Regions from separate parts of the Rattus norvegicus genome. Here region 1 is linked to region 2. The links are chromatin contacts, called in public Hi-C maps. All regions are on one chromosome and are shown on one strand. Each heading gives the region's core, a stretch centred on a gene start, on an enhancer-like site or on the middle of the called end of the contact. The rest is flanking DNA. Distances are from core to core; before and after follow the strand shown. Region 1 holds the start of Ankrd54 (ankyrin repeat domain 54). Region 2 holds the start of Lgals1 (galectin 1).

Evidence for each region. A called contact is a pair of places that touch in the nucleus more often than the background predicts.
Region 1: a contact with region 2 is called in a Hi-C map of the A7r5 cell line, with 3 times the contacts expected there. The contact joins the promoter of Ankrd54 here to the promoter of Lgals1 in region 2. A contact is called at or near these places in 8 of 12 Hi-C or Micro-C datasets (the A7r5 cell line, the Rat2 cell line, Schwann cells and 4 more) and 1 of 1 datasets of contacts at active chromatin or transcription factors (oligodendrocytes).

The regions. Positions count from the first base shown.
Region 1 is chr7:112,505,953-112,511,359 of GRCr8, forward strand. It overlaps Ankrd54 (ankyrin repeat domain 54), which reads right to left and starts at 2,176. Exons shown (of 8, transcript NM_001025285.2): 1 at 1,791-2,176; 2 at 1-41. The coding sequence starts at 2,115.
Region 2 is chr7:112,364,211-112,370,020 of GRCr8, forward strand. It overlaps Lgals1 (galectin 1), which reads left to right and starts at 1,485. Exons shown (of 4, transcript NM_019904.1): 1 at 1,485-1,529; 2 at 2,747-2,826; 3 at 4,012-4,183; 4 at 4,383-4,591. The coding sequence starts at 1,521. The coding sequence ends at 4,529. It overlaps LOC134479755 (a long non-coding RNA gene), which reads right to left and starts at 790. Exons shown (of 2, transcript XR_010053446.1): 1 at 1-790.

The sequences.
Region 1 (5,407 bases), core at 926-3,425, 140 kb after region 2:
TATGTCATTGGCATTAGCTGAGTCCCTCAGCCTCTTCAGAGCTATAAAGAGAGAAGTGACAGTTAAAAAAAAAAGGGGGGGGGGGTTGGGGATTTAGCTCAGTGGTAGAGCGCTTACCTAGGAAGCGCAAGGCCCTGAGTTCCAGTCCCCAGCTCCGAAAAAAAGAACCAAAAAAAAAAAAAAAAAAAAAAACCAGAACCAAATAGGAGGTGCACGGTTCCCTAGCTTTTCCTCATCCCCCACCTTTAGTCATGGCAGTCCTGAAGCACAGGTGTCAGGATAGAAACCACTGGCCTGGCAATAAGGAGAAATTGGCAGGGCCACAGTTGGAGAGGCCACTTTCTGCAGCAAATCTGACTTCTGGAGCCAAATCTAATTTCTGCCACTTGTGGTAGCTGGTGACCTTGAGCAAGCCAGTTACTTATCCTGGGCCTCAGCCTGTTATCTATAAAACATGGCTGAATTGTCTTGCCAGCTCTAAGCTGTTACAAAGAAAATTGAGATTAATTTTTTAAGAGAGAAAGAATGAGAGGGTTTATTTAGCTCTTTGTGACCTAATCACATTCAACCTCTTACTATGTGACTTCAAAGCGGGTCACTCCCAAATGACTTAGCAAACTTTCTAATTCCTAAACAGAAACTTTCCCCCTTTCAAAGGCATCGCCTGTTTTTCAGAAGGACCAGGAAGCAATGCCTTAGTTGTTAGAGAATGGTCCAAAAAGTTGCAAACGAGATATAACAATTGCACACATCCATAGACCACTGTTTTGTTTTCTTTTAAATATTCTTTTCTATTTTTTTTATAACACCAGCATACTGGATCAAACGCTGTTAGGTGTGAAAAAGAGACCTTAAAACCTTTCATTCTGGGGCTGGGGATTTAGCTCAGTGGTAGAGTGCTTACCTAGGAAGCGCAAGGCCCTGGGTTCGGTCCCCAGCTCCGAAAAAAAGAAAAAAAAACAAAAACCTTTCCATTCTTAATTCTTCTGCACCCCATTTTCCAATATAACAGACATACTAAGGCAGTCTGGCTGACCTGTTTGCTATGTGACTTCGAATCAGAATAACTAAATGGTAATCACTGTAATTGTCAGCCAATAAATATGTAAGCTTTAGGGATGTTGGGATGGCTCGCTGGGAAAAGATGCTTGCTACAAGGCCTGACCTCCTGAGTGGAATTGCCAGGACTCACACTGTGGACCTGGAACTTGCTACTTAGAGCAGGCTGGCCTTGAACTCACAGGGATCTCCCTGCCTCTGCTTCCTGAGTGCTGGAGTTACACACGTGCACTGCCACATCTGGCTGTTTTTCTTGCTTACAGTAAAGTCTTTATAAGTCACTTTTCATGGGTCACAATGTAACTCTGAATGTGTATCAAACAAGTGTTTGGCCCTTCGTTAAGGTAGAACATACGTTGAGACCCTTGCCTAACTTTTGAGAACCTTGCCTAACTTCTTTTAATCCCTGAATAAGGCTGGTAGTGTACCCATCCTACAATCAGAAAATCGAGGCCACAAGTGACTATAGTGCCTAAGTAAGGGTCCAGTGTGAAGCAGTCTGATTCAGACCTGTGCCTTCACACAAGTTGGTGCAGCGTGGACACTGGCTCTGGGCTACCGTCTCTACTAATAAAAGTATTCTCCATTGTCCCACATTATTGTCTAATAACCACCCTCGGGAGTGTAAAGTTTTTATTCAGGGATGAACAAGTGGATGAAGTCACAGTCCTCTGCAGCTCGAACTACTGCGATCACACACGAGCGACCCCAGGGTCCCTGACTTAGCTCACCGTGCACCTCTTTGCCGGTGGGCCCGAGCCGTCGGTGGGGCCTGGCTGCACGCCTCAGCCGCCCGGCGGGAATCTTGCAACGCAGTTCGTCGCGAGGCTCGACGTCCTGCTGCCACAGGACTTGGAGGTAGCGCAGCGGGGACTGGGCCCTGCCCACCGCCCGACCCGGGAGGCCTGCGCCGCTGCCCAGTGCAGCGCCGAGGTCCGCAAAGGAGAACAGGCCTCCGGCTTCCGCCAGAGGCTCCGGCGCCACCGCGCACTCGCCCTCGGAGCTCGAGCGGCCGGATCGCGACTCGTCCTCCGCGCCCCCGCCGGTGGCTGCCATGGCAACGGCTAGGCGCGGGTCTGGCAGCGCCAGCCTCGTTCCGAACCGACCAACGGACCCGCTTCCCTCCAGGAGAAGCCTCGCTGTCAGGGAACGGGCGGGCGGGGCCTGCAACCACGGCAACAGAGTGCGGGAGGGCCGGACCGCGCCAGAGCGTCGGACCAATCAGAGTTCGCAGAGCCTGCATAGCACACCCAATCAGGTAAGGAAGGCAGACTACAAGGAGAACACTGGTTTTCACTAGTGTGAATGGCGGTAATATGAACCAATCACAAATTAGGATTGTTTTTTCACTAAGCGGTGTAGCTACCGGAGCCAATAAAATAGCTGAGTTCAGGACACCCCTTTCTTCCTTTTCTTCCTGTGGTAGCTCCGAAAAGAAGACTGGCAAGTGCTTTAGCCAATCAATGTAAGATGGTTTCCAGCCAATCAGAAAGGAAAGTGAAAAAACCCCCGAACTCTGTTCTGGAGTAGGTGTGTTTTGACTCAATGAACTTTAAAAAAAGAAAAAGAAAAAAAAAAAAAAATCCAGACACACTATGATTTGAAGATCATCACGAAGTAGGCGATAATATCTTCTAACGTAATAGATTTTGCTTCATCGAGTTCTCTTGCCCTCCTCGGGGATCATTGCTTTAACAAAAAATTATAGTCTATGGAACCCTGCAGTAGGCAGATTAGGGAAGAGCAATTAATTCCTCAGTCTTGAAAGTCCTTTGGATCACTGACCTGAATTTGACCCAAGGGAGGTGCAAGTACACACACACACACACACACACACACACACACACACGCCACAAGTCATTAATATTCATCAGTTAATAAATTAAATAGAGAGGCTGGAGAGATGGTTCAGAGATTAAGAGCATTGGCTGCTCTTCCAGAGATCCTGAGTTCAAATCCCAGCAACTACATGGTGGCTCACAACCATCTGTAATGAGATCTGGTGCCCTCTTCTGGCTCGTAGGTATACATGCAGGCAGTAATAACTAAATCTTTAAAAAAAAATTTTTTTTTTTAAAATAGAAAACACCTGCGAGGCCAAATAAACACCTGTAGCACTACCTTGTACTAATTAAAGGACTTGTGTTCTAGTCTACCTACCCGAAGTTGGTGATTTGAGGGCAACTTCTTGGAGTGGTCTTTCAGACTTCAAAGGATTGGTTTCTCCCTGTAGCCCTGGCTGTACTGAAACTCATTGTGTAGACAAGGCTGTCCTCGAACTCAGAGGTCCACCTGCCTCTGCCTCCTGAGTGCTGGGATTTTAGGTAGATAGATGGATTGATGGATCGATGGGTAGATATTTCTTTCTTTTCTTTTTTTCTTTTGGTTTTCTGAAACAATGTTTCTAAGTGCAGCTTGGCCGAGTCAGAACTTGCTCTGTCAATCAGGCTGGCCCCCCAACTTACAGAGATTCAACTGCCTTTGTTTTCCTAAAAATTATTTTTAATATTTTTTTTCCGGAGCTGGGGACCGAACCCAGGGCCTTGTGCTTGCTAGGCAAGCACTCTACCACTGAGCTAAATCCCCAACCCCCAAAATTATTATTTTTTTTTTTTGATTCTTTTTTTCGGAGCTGGGGACCGAACCCAGGGCCTTGCGCTTCCTAGGTAAGCGCTCTACCACTGAGCTAAATCCCCAGCCCCCCCAAAATTATTTTTAATTGAAAAACTTTGCATACAATATATTTTGGGGTTGGGGATTTAGCTCAGTGGTAGAGCGCTTGCCTAGCAGGTGCAAGGCCCTGGGTTCGGTCCCCAACTCTGAAAAAAAGAAAAGAAAAAAAAAATAGATTTTGATCATGCTTTTCTCTTCTCCCAACTCCTTCCAAACCCTCTACACCTCCTTACTCACCCACTTTCATGCCCTTTCTTTCTCTTATCAAAAACAAAATAACAGCAAAATACACACACAACAACAACAACAACAACTGCACAAAAATAGTAAAGGACCAATGATACAAAAATGCCCAAACAATGTAATAGAAAACAAAAGTTTGTAAAAACAGGTTCAATTTATTTTCTGTTGGTCAATCACTCCAGCGTAGGGGGCCCACACAGAAATATAGTTTATGTACCCCTGAGACGTCACTCAAGAAAACTGTGTCTTTGCAACTTAGTATTGATTAGGAATTGATGGGTGGAGCCCGTGCCCACTTCCACCTCTGGTCACTGGGATGACCCCCGTCTGGCCCACAGCCTCTGTGAGTTCATTTGTGTATTGGTCCTGCTGGATTTGGAGAACACCGTTTTCTTTGAGCCATCCACCACCTCTGTTTCTTTCTGTTTTTGCTTTTCTAGACAGGGTTTCTCTATATAGCTTTGACAATCCTGGAACTCACTCTGTAGACCAGGCTGGCCTCAACCTCAGAGATCTGCCTCCCTCTCCCTCCTGAGTGCTGGGATTAAGAGCATGTGCCACCACTGACCAGCCTCTATTGCATTTTTTTCGGGGCCTGTTGCTGTGGGGTTACTGGGTTCTGTTGGAGGCACCTTGTCTCGCCTGTTCATATTTCGTGGTTTTACACTGAGGTCTAAGCTTCTGGAAGTGTACTTTGAGGTGTTACTTGGTGTTTGTCTTGTCTTTGTCTTCTGCAGAGGGGTGCTTTGTTCTTTGATTATGGTTGCCCCCTCTGGAGCCTAGGCAAGTATGGTGGCTATGGGGTCCTAAATTCTGCATGTCAGTGTGTGGTAGAAAGGAAAGGAGCTGGCTAGAGAAAAAGGCCGAGAGGAGAGGAGCTATGGAAAGAGCTAGAAGTTGGCTCTTCTTCATGTCAACTCAAGCTGCTTTCCTGCAGTGGGCAGACCTTCACTTCCTGTACTTGTAAACTTCATAAACCCTTAAGGCATGTGAGTGGCTGGGCTTCTGCTGGCCTGCCTTCTGACTGGTGTGCTCCAGTGGCTGAGGCCTGCCCCTAGACTTCCCTAATGGCAGTGTAGGCTGTTTTCTAAAGGCTGTAATGGCCTTCCCAGGCTCCCCAAGGCAAGAGAGTGGCCACGCTCGCTCTATAGAAAAGCAAAATCCCATCAGTCCAAGTTTGCCCCAATCCTGGGCCACACTGGAAAGTTCCATCCCTGCCCCTAAGAAACCAAATAGACACCCTTCACTCTGCCTGGGTCTCTTCTGATTCCCTCCAGAGCACAGGTAGCCACTCTACTAGGCTTTTCCCTCCTCTGCTAATTTGAATAGGAATGGCCTCCATGGACTCTCCTGTTTTAATTCTTGGCCCATAGGTAGTGGCACTTTTAGGGGGTGTGGCGTCATTGGAGGAAGTATGTCACTATGGGGTGGG
Region 2 (5,810 bases), core at 235-2,734:
CTGGGGAACACCGGCCCTCATGTGGGGAAGCAGTTGCCCCACAAGTCTTTGCTGGGCTGGTTTGAGACAGTGACTTGTCTTTGTGCCTTTGGCTCAGAAGGGTTAGGTCAGGAAGGCTGAGTCAAGCGGAGTCTGAGCCAAAGGAAAGGAGACAGATACAAGACAAAGGCAGAGAGGGCAAACTCGCCCTTTCAGTAACCTTCTAGCGCTCGGGAGGAGTCCAGGCGTCTTGGCAAGAGCACCCTTGAAGTGCCTTGTTTTATCTCAAACCCTCCGCTCTGCTCAGTGAGCCTTCCTAAGTCTCATATCACCCCATGACTATCTGTAGCTCCCCAGGACTCTCAGGTAAACGAACACGAAAACCCTTTTCCTGGCCAATGAGACCCTTCACAATCCTTAACTCTCAGCTTTCTTCTACATGGTAAGCAGCTCATTCCCCAGGCATGGGCTTCCAGCCCCTGCTTCATATGCCCATCTTCACCCGGCCTGAGTGAGTGGCTGCCCGATGCCAACACGGTGTTATTTCTTATTTCAGCTCATAGTCAGATTCTTTCCAACCCGTGAATTCTGAGAGCAGAGACTAGGAGAGGCTCATCTTCTCTGAGGCCAGCACGGGGCTAGACACATAGTAGGTGCTCAGGAAAATAACTGCTAAATGGATGGGAAGGGATGACCATGTCTCTTCTCCAAAAATAAGAATGAGACCAAGGGTGCAAAGCTAGCACATCCTGGGCTGCCTCGAGGTCTGCCTCTCAGGCCCCAGGGATGTCACAGCCAGGCCCTGCAGTGGGGTGAAATCCAAGGTATAAGCCAAGGACATAGTCTCAGGCCTGGCGCCCAGCCCAGCCCTAGTGAGCAGCACTGAGCCGCAGCGGCAGTCCTCTGCTTCCGGGGAAAACCCGGGTGGGGCCTGTGCTTTGTGGTCCTCCTCAGCCCTCCGCAGAAGCCCACAGAAGGAGCAATAGTGAGAGCCACACCCTGGCCTGCCAGGCGGCAGCCTCTTAAGAGATTGCTTTAATGCTCTGCAGGCGGGGGTGGGGTGGGGGGTGGGGGGTGGGGGGGTGTCTATACACCCCCTTCCCCACCAGCTGCGCTGGGCCTCAGGGGCTTTCTCCCTGCTGGCCCCAGGCCCCATCCCGCCAACTCTTGAGCTTAACTCATCCTTAAACTATTTTCCACTGGCTCCCCCAATCTCTGCCACAGCACAAATCTTTTTTTAGTGGGAAGAGGGATGAAGAAGAATAAGAGGCGGCGCCTGGACCCTGAGGGAGGGACTAAGAGAGGGGCTCTCCTCTCTGACTGGTCACCTCTGCTCCAAATTGACTTTATAAATCCGTTGACTCCGCTTCTGGTGACCCCCAGCCCTGTCCTGACAGGCAATTGGCTGAATTCTCGGGGAGGGGCGGGACTCACCGGGTCTGATCCAGTTAAAAAGGTCGGAGCGGGCCTGGGGCCCATCTCTCGGGTGGAGTCTTCTGACAGCTGGTGGAGCAGGTCGCAGGAATCTCTTCGCTTCAATCATGGCCTGTGTGAGTGCGGGACCCTCTGTTCCAAGGTCTAGGGGATTGAGCAGAAGCAGATGAACACAGGGGAGTAGCCAATTGGGAAATTGCTTCTAGTCCCAGCTGTGCAGCCTTGGACAGGTGTTTTCTCTGGTCCTCACTGGCTACATCTGTAAAATGGGGGTGGCTGTCATAGTCCCCCCTGAAACTTTCAGCCTCTCTGGGTTAAGAATGTTCTGGATTTCTCTGAGTTGTGGCATGTCTTGCAAGGTCCAGTACTCTGCCACTTTGTAGTTTTCTGAGAAGTGGGAGTGGGAAGGGTGTGGCCTCCGAGGAAGAAGGAGGCAGGGGGACATTTTGTCCAAGGCCATTCACTATTCCCTCTGCTCTATTCTAGAGTCTCCTGACCCCTCCCCCGCTGCAGCTGTCCCCAATCACAGAGCCAGGGCTCAGTTGGTCACCCTCTGCTCCAGAAAACTTTTGGAGAAAAAAAAAAAAACAAAACAAAACAAACAAAAAACACCTCCTGGGCCCGAGATAGGCGGCAGGCTGGTCAGTGGAAGCTGGTCAGGTCTGAGCCGAGGAAACTGCATGCATTTGCACACACAGACACACAGGCAAGCCCTCCGGAATGGGGTTCAAATGTCAAAGAAACTCCTTACCCAAATTAACTCCTGTGCACTCACCCAGGCAGCTGCGCGCAATGCCCAGATAAATGCTGGGCTCTCTAACTTACTAAGTCCACATTGCCACTCTCAGTCTGTCCTCTCCCGCAGAGCAGGCCCGCCTCTTAGCTTCTCCGCTCTAGTTGCTGTGCCTCTGGACTGAGAGCCTTGAATCAGATTGCGGAGGTTCGGGCTGCATTCTCTCAGAGAAGCAGGGCCTTGGGCTAGTAGTCGCCTAACCCTGTCCATCAGCTAAATGAGGATTTAGGTGGTCATATGCCATCTTCCCCTCCACTCTAAGTCCAGATCCCCAAGCTGATGATGGGTGAATCTTCTAGGGCCTGTTCTGTAGGACAGCCACAAGTTTGACACCCTGCTGGGAATGGGGACTCTCTCCAACTGCAGGGATAATCAAGACTAGAACCTACACCCTATCCTGACCACCCATCCTACCTTGGGCTTCCCCTAGGGTTGGTCAGGGTATCCCAGGGTGGAAATGACCCCATTCCCACACCCCAGGCCACTGTAGGTCGCTCCTAACTCCAACCTAAACACAGCTGGGTGGTCTTGTCTACACAGGGTCTGGTCGCCAGCAACCTGAATCTCAAACCTGGGGAATGTCTCAAAGTTCGGGGAGAGCTGGCCCCGGACGCCAAGAGGTGAGATTGGAGAAAGGAATGGAGATGGCAGGGGGCGGGGTTCGCAGACCTAAAATGCGATGGGCGTGACCGGCCAGAACCGCTTCTCCCCCCCCTACCTAACCCCGCCGCGGGTTAATGGGCAGCTGCAGATGCTGCGTTTTCTGGGTGAGTCATTTCCTCGCCGGGTCTGGTCGACCGACATCGCCGTGGTCTCCCCCTCCCTCCCACCTCCTCTCTCCCCGCTGGAGTTTCTTAAACTAAAACAGCTGCTGCCTCAACTCCAGCTTGCCCCCGCCCCTTCCGAGGAGAAGGAGGGGGACGCGGGGGGGGGGGGCGAGGAGGGCGTGGTCACCCTCGTGCCTGCTGCCTGCGGCGGCCCTGCTGAAGCTCAATTTTTTTTCCCCCCCAGAGCTTTCCCCTCATTCATACCGCCTAATTTTTCAGCAGCCATGTGAGCTTGGACCAGTCACCCAAGCTTAAGAGGTCTCGACTTTTTCTCTTTTCTTTTCCAAAGACAGAGTCTGCCTTATAGCCCTGGCTATCATGGAACCTATTATGTTGACCAGGCTGGCCTCCACGGAGACCCACATGCCTCCGTCTCCTCAGAGCTAGGATTGAAAGTGTGCACCTCCGTATTCCACACCCCTAAGAGCCTAGGTTTCCTAATAAAGCCAGAGGAAAAGTGGTGGAGTAGAGAGAGCCAGGGGCCAGTTTCAAGGCGGCAGCTGCTGCTGTCTGTTGTCAGATGTTAGTAAGCTCCCGAGCCCTCTTTCCTCTTCCCACCCATACCTCCATGGTGAGCACTGTTGCCAGGCTCCGTGCAGCAAACTCCGAATTATTATTTGCTCTTTTTTCTCCACAGTGAGGGAACATCTATGGTGTGTCCCACTCTGTGCTCAGCACCAGGGACTCAGATACACAAGATGATGGGTGACAACGATCAATGTCTGGGAGAGAGAGCTCCCTTCAGGACAAGCCCTCTGACTGACAGACAGGGAAGGAAATGTGGGTCAGAGAGAATCTGCAGGGTCTAGCTCAGTTCGCATGGTGAGGCCAGAAGTAGAATCCAGGTTCCTGGCCTTCCTGTTGACTGAGTTTCACCAGGGCACATTAGTGGCCAGCTGCTGATGTTGCATTTTCTCAGTAAGCCAGCCAGGGGCTAGAGCCATGCAACACGGCTTAAAGCCCACCTGTCATCCTTAGCTTTGTGTTGAACCTGGGGAAAGACAGCAACAACCTGTGCCTACACTTCAACCCCCGCTTCAACGCCCATGGAGATGCCAACACCATTGTGTGTAACAGCAAGGATGATGGGACCTGGGGAACAGAACAACGGGAGACTGCCTTCCCTTTCCAGCCTGGGAGCATCACGGAGGTGGGTAGGACTGGGGCTGGGCAGGGCCCTGGGTGGACTGCACAATGTGGTCAGAGGCGGAGGCTGATCCGTCCTGGCTGTGTGATTACCACTGAATGGCATCCCTCTTTGAACATAATGGACCTCACCTATACAGGGGCCATCCCCAGGGCTCTGAGCTGGTCCAGGCCCCAGCTCACTGCCCTTCTCCATCCACCAGGTGTGCATCACCTTTGACCAGGCTGACCTGACCATCAAGCTGCCAGACGGGCATGAATTCAAATTCCCCAACCGCCTCAACATGGAGGCCATCAACTACATGGCGGCGGATGGTGACTTCAAGATTAAGTGTGTGGCCTTTGAGTGAAGCCAGCCAGCCCCAGCCCGTAGCCCCCAATAAAGGCAGCTGCCTCTGCTCCCTGTAACCCAGCCCTTCGTGTGTGAGTGTTTGTGTATGTCTATGTGAGGGGCCCTGCCCAACCTGGTCCATCTGCACTTCCATTCACTCCTCCACGTGTTCTTGGTCCCAGTGACCTTTCTTCTTGTGCTCTCCAGGCTAAGGCGAGCCCAGCACATAGAGGGGGCTTAGTGACCGCAGAGTGTGAACCAGTGTACCACTGCAACAGGGCAGAATGGTGGGAGGTGAACTAATGAACAGAACACAGGACTTCATTTGTTTCCATAAAGGCCAGAAAGGGCATGGTGACACATTCTTGAAATTTAGGAGGCCAGGACAGACACATCGTCGTGTGTTTGAGACCATTCCGGACAGCCTGGTCTACATACTGGAGGCAGCTGGGACTAGCTGTGCAGTTCTGTACTGCTAACTACTTGGGAGACTGAGGCAAGAGGACCACTTAGGGCTAGCTGGGGCAACATAGCATGACTTCATATAGAACGGAGGAATCTTGAACTAGGTAAGGGGCTACAACTGTTGTGTGGCCTTGTGCTTGTTAGCTGGTCTCTCTGTGCCTTAGTTTATCATTTTTATGCAGTTCTCGGGAGGGTCGTGGAGTTAAAGGAGATTTTAGTGGAAGCCAAGTTCTGCTCTGGGTACATCATGGCCAATGCCATGTGGGTAGCTTCTGGTCTCCCTCACACTACTACCTTGTTTTTGCCTACAAAGGGAAGGGGAAGAGACGGTCTCTGAGGGACAAAATGACGCACCAGCAGCTGAGGAGCACATGTGAAGCAGGCTTCCTAGTCCTATGATCCTCGGCTACATTCTTCTGCTGTCAAAGGGCAGCTAGAGGCCTAGGCTAGAAGCTGCTAACTCTGTGGCACTGAACAGATCCCCTCCCTAACAATGGGAATCCAGGATGAGGTCACAGCCCTGTAATGTGGTTGGGGGCTCTGAGTGGGTCCCTTCGGAGACGTGGGGTGAGGAATGGGATGGGAAGGCCCAGAAGCAGGTCTTCCAGAGGGCAGGTGGCTCACTGCAAGCTTGCTCCTGCCTTCCAGAGCAGTGGGTGTCTTCCCCTGCCCTCAGCTCAGGTTCTGCTGCCTCGGGATGTGGTTGTTAGCTGAGGCCTGCCCCATCCAGTGCAATTAACTGCATCAAACCGGTGGGCCACCATTGTTCATCCATACCAGTGTCACCACTTCCCAGGAAACAGCTGCAGGAACTGAGCCAAGGTTCTGGAAGGCT